Linked DNA regions of Oryctolagus cuniculus: region 2 is linked to region 1. The links are chromatin contacts, called in public Hi-C maps. All regions are on one chromosome and are shown on one strand. The core of a region is the stretch at or near the end of the contact, and the rest is flanking DNA. Distances in the headings are between cores, read along the strand shown.

Region 1 (2,551 bases), core at 21-2,520:
ATCCTCAAATGGCTGCCAAACGGCTGGAGCTGAGCCAATCCGAAGCCAGGAGCCAGAAGATTCCTCTGGGTCTCCCAGGAGGGTGCAGGGGCCCAAAGACCTGGGCCATTTTCCATTGCCTTCCCAGGCCATAGCAGAGAGCTAGATCAGAAGTGGAGGAGCCAGGACTCAAACCAGCAGCCATATGGGATGCCAGCATTGCAAGCGTCAGCCCCTGGCTGCTCTACTTGTGATTCAGCTCCTTGCGAATGGACCTGGGAAAGCAGTGGAAGATGGCCCAAATACTTGGGCACCTGCCAGTCACGTGGGAGTTCCAGGTTCCAGGTTCCCGGCTTCTCCCTGGCCCAGACACTGGTTGCTGAGACCATTTGGTGGAGTGAACCAGCGCAGGGAAGATCTCCCTCTCTCTTCCCACTCTGTAGAACTCCCTCCCCCGTGAAGCTCAAAGCCAAATTTGCTGTTTAATTTCTGAGCGGTAGGAATTCCTCCTCTGCACGTCCACCTTGTCTTTGACCTTGGTCTTGCGTGCCTGTCCTGTGATTTATTTTACGCGTCCCCGGATGCTGCGATTGTAAGCCGGTCAGGGCCGTGAGTGCACAAGCCCAGTCACCCAGCCATCAGTTACCTGTGACCGACCTAGGCACCCTGCTCCCTGCGCGAAAGGAGCCAGAGACGGTTTCTCACTGGGGGTTTCTTTTGTGTTTTTAAGATGGCATTTATCCCATGTCTGTGTTAACCAGCCTTCAAACTGCCTGCTGGCCCCTAGACGGCTCACCCTGGGACCTCGACCGAAACACAAAACAAAAACCCATAAAACCCAGGAATTCGCGCTTCTCACCCCACAGCTTCGGCTCCGCCCCCCAACGCCGCGGGCGAGCCCCGTCGTGTGACAACCGTCCGGAAACCCGATCTCAGTGTGCAAAACCGACGTTAGACTGTGTGGTCCCTCACATATGTACGACGTGCAGACCCTGCTGCTGACCGCAACGTTTAGGACAAACCTGGCGCCTGGCCGCTCGCTTTGCCGCAGGCGTGGCCTCACTCACTCGGCCTTCGACTGGCCTGCCTGAACTCGCGGGAACGCGGGCGCGCTCAGCGCGGTCGATGCGAGCAGCGAGTAGCTGCTTCTGCCTGTCTCTCCCCCCCACTTTTTTTTTTAGCCATAGCTATGGTTACCACGTCTCTCCCCGCCTCCCTCCACCTACCAAGAAGACGACTGACCATTGGCTTTCTGTCAGCAAGCTCTTCAGTCATTGGTCGCCGGTGAGACCGGGCTCTCCCCCCTTCTCCTGTCTCCCGGGTCTCTAGAGGAGCCCAGGAAGGAGGCTCCGCTGGTGCCGCCGGGTCAGGGTCTGCCGGGACCGGGCTGCGGCCGTCATTAGCGGGTCATGTCGGCCGCCCAGGGCTGGGACAGGAACCGCCGGAGGGGAGGAGGCGCGGCCGGCGGTGGCGGCGGAGGTAGCGGGGTCGGCGGGGGCAGCGGGGGCAGCGGGGGTCGGGGGACTGGCCAGCTCAACCGCTTCGTGCAACTCTCCGGGCGGCCGCACCTGCCAGGTGAGTCGTGGGGGCCGGGTCGTGCCAGCCTGGGGCGCGCGGGGGAGGGGATGCTGCCTTGTTTTTTCCTGCCTGTCTTTCCCGGGGGAGAAGGAAAGGCAGGCCCCGCGCGTAGCCGAGGGCGCGAGGGTGAGGTCAGCCCACCCGGGACGCGGTGTCCGTGTCCCGTGGAAGGCGCTGAGCCGGGAGTTGTGTTTTCAGGGGGAGAAGAGGCCGCCGTCCGGCTGACGTCCCCAGGCGCCCGGCTTCCCCGGCTCCCGGCCGCTGTCCCCTTCGGCGCCCGGCTGTGGGAAGTTATTCCCGAAAGGGCGCTCAGCGCAGGGGCCCCCCCAGGAAACGGCGTGGCAGAAGCCACCCCGAGCGTGAGAGGAAGAAAGGGGTGCGGGGCGTTGATGGTTGCGGGAGAGGGGACCCCCGGGCGCAGGGAGGTCGGCTGGGATCATCAGTATCGTGAAATGTCCAGAGACAGAGTGGATCGTAGCGTCCAGATTTCGAGGGGGCAAAACGAAGATCAAGTCCATACTTAGTAGGAAAAAAAAAAAAAAATCCTGGTGTCTACACTATAGAAACAACTGGTTGAGAACTGGGGAAAGGTGCCCAACCCAATGCAGTTATTTTACATTTTGGTCTGCGGTGCTGTATCCCGCAGTTCGGATGCCTTAAAAAGCAAATCGAGACTGGACGTGTGTGCACACAGTTGCAAAGAGGACATGGGTGAGCGAGGATTCAGGACAGCAGGGGAAGGCAGGGCGTTCCACAGTGCACAGAACGGCACCTAACATTGGTGAGCTTGGTTTTACCAGGAGGAGAACTGTCAGGGTTGATGGGTTCATCATTCACCATGTTTTTCTGTGAATGACGTTGAAGGCGATTCTGTCGGCCGTCTCTTTGTGTAGCTGATGAGTTTTGAGACCATGGCGGGCTGGGATTGTGTTTCGTACTGTGCCTTGTATTTTTTAAGTAGTCAGAGGTTATTTATCCGAAGACAACAAAGGGA
Region 2 (2,551 bases), core at 22-2,521, 110 kb after region 1:
AGGAAATCTTGCCAAAAAAACTGAACTTGACTTTAGAGAAAATACCAAGTTGAGTGAAACGACACCATGGGGAAGTGCAGAGTGAAATCCAGACTCTGGGGACTCTACAGGACAAACAAGTTGTTCAACAAATAAACCGCAAAGAAAAAAATGATGTGAGGAAATCTGTAGTTTAAAAGAAACTTAAATATTGCAAGCAATCACAACAAATGATATTTGAATCCTAATTCAAACAAACAAAAATATTTATAAATTTTATGAGACAAGTTGACATTTGAACACTGGGAATTTTCACAATATAAAGAAAATGCTAAAATTACTAGATATGACTAGATACAGTTCTATCAGTTTCATGAAATGCCTTATGTCTTAGAGATACACAGGGAAATATTTATGGATGAACTGATACTGATCCGTATACAGGATATGCTTTAAATAAATCAGAAGGGATTAAGCAGGTGGGGGTACAGACAGGGCAGGCGCTGCCCAGGGAGTGAGGGACGTCAGGGCTGGGTGACGTGCAGTATCTTGCCTGGTTATGTGTGTTTGAAAGGTTTTACAAAGTCATGAAAAATGCTTATTCCTGAACCCCAATCCAAGCCTAGGGTCAGGAGGAGGCAGCACCATAGCACTTGCAAATGAAGATCACATTTCCTCCCGAATATTAAGAACCCAACAAGCAGAAGGAAGGCACATACGCAACAAGAATTTTAAAAGTTAGAAGGAATAAGGATTATGAAAGCATGCTGAATTATAAAGAATGTCAAAGCGGTACCATCTTTGGTGTTCTAAGAGGAGAAAAAGAGTGAAGTACTCACACGAGCCTGTTTAGCTCAAATTTAGGATTCCTATACAGAATATTATTATTAACCTATTCAAGGATAACTGTTATCTTAACATTTCTTAGCACGTAAAATCTAAAAGTTGTTCAAGTATAAGCTTTAGTGAAGCCATAATTAAATATGTATTTATAAAATATAAGATCACAGTTTAATTTTAAAACAAGGTTTGTTCTTTGTTGTCCTGTATTTATAAATCCCAGTACAATGAAAAGGCTCCCAGATTTTCCTCTTCAAATCAATAGTTACCTTTGATCCTTTCAAATAAGTACTCCTGGTTTGGTGTAAGGTCTAGATACTGCACAATCGTGTTCAAAGTAGGCATGAGAGGGGCTTTGACCAGGGCAGCTTGCTTCAAGCTGGTAATACTAGCCTCTGTTAAAAACAGACACACAGAGAACACGTGTCAGTCCTCGGGAGGGTTTCTAAGAAATCATGCAATGCTCTTCCTCACTGGTCCAACAGCTGTTCTCTTGGGCCTTCGGTCTTCTCACAGGTCAAGGCGGCCTTCCCTGGCCACTCTACCGCAAATGTCAACCCTGCTCCCCGAACACTGAAAACACCACCCTCCCGCGGCTTCCTCTCTCCTTAGCACTAACCCTCTCAAGGTACTTTGTCTTGTTTCTTGACTGTCTCATCTACTAGGAAAAAAACCAGGGCAGGCACTTCGGTCGTTTTGTTCACTGCTGTTTTCAAAATACCTAGAACATTACTTGGCACAGAGTACTCACTAGATATTAAAGGAATAAATGAAAACAATAATAATTTATGTTAATTTACATTATCTGTTTTACCTACAATTTATCATTTCAGGTACAGTAGCCAGATTTTTTTTTTAAGATTTATTTGAAAGGCAAAGTGACAGCAAGGGAGGGACACAGAGAGGTCTTCCATCCGCTGGCTCACTCTCCAAATGGCCACAATGGACAGGGCTCTGCCGGGTCAAAGCCAGGAACCAGGAACTCCATCCGGGTTATCCACGTGGGTGGCGAGGCCCAAGCAGTTGGGCCATCTTCTGATGCCTTCATAGGCACATCAGCAGGGAGATGGGCTGGAAGGAGAGCAGCCGGGACTTGGGCCGGCCTGCACCGTGGCACAACGCCAGTACCACAGAGTGACTAGATTTACACTTGCATATATTCACATCTAAAGAACCAGAAAAATGAACTGGAAAAAAAAAAGTTAAGCCCAGGTTCAAGTAACATCACAAAGACTTAGAAAGTGCCCAATGTGGCCTCGGAGCCACAGCTCTGCCATCAACTCACTGCACTGGGCAGACTACTTAACCTCGCTAAGTCTCAGTACCTTTATCCATAAAATGGGGCTTTAACAGCTAGCTTCCAAAGTTAATGTGTTTACCCTAATTACATATGAGACATCTGAATACTCAATAAATAGGTACTCTAGGGATGCACGTATTTATTCTGTCTGCTGCCCATCCACCCACCCACCCACCCATCCATCCAGGAGAGAGAGAGAGAGAGATGCAATCATGCATGAGCTTCCATCCACTGGCTCACTCCCTAAATTTCCATGATGGCTGAGACAGGCCAGGCTGAAGACGGAAGCTGGGAACTCAACGTAGGTCTCCCATGTGGGTGGCAAAAACCCAACCACCAGGGCTATCATCACTGCTTCCCAGGGTTCACGTTAGCAGGAGGTTGGGAGTCAGGAGCCAGAGCTGGGAATTGAACCCAGGCACTCCAATGTGA

What was found. A called contact is a pair of places that touch in the nucleus more often than the background predicts.
Region 2: a Hi-C map of psoas muscle shows a contact between it and region 1, with 7 times the contacts expected there. The contact joins the enhancer-like site here to the promoter of KLHDC10 in region 1. A contact is called at or near these places in 2 of 6 Hi-C or Micro-C datasets (psoas muscle and an unstated tissue).

The regions. Positions count from the first base shown.
Region 1 is chr3:166,217,947-166,220,497 of mOryCun1.1, forward strand. KLHDC10 (kelch domain containing 10) reads left to right here and starts at 1,271. Exons shown (of 10, transcript XM_002712009.5): 1 at 1,271-1,554. The coding sequence starts at 1,389.
Region 2 is chr3:166,322,955-166,325,505 of mOryCun1.1, forward strand. It overlaps TMEM209 (transmembrane protein 209), which reads right to left. Exons shown (of 16, transcript XR_011387449.1): 10 at 1,089-1,214. Among named protein-coding and RNA genes, the nearest start is that of SSMEM1, 27 kb to the right of the region's middle. Within about 2 kb of position 1,272, at least 2 of the 8 cell types and tissues checked have an H3K27ac peak or open chromatin away from gene starts, as enhancers often do.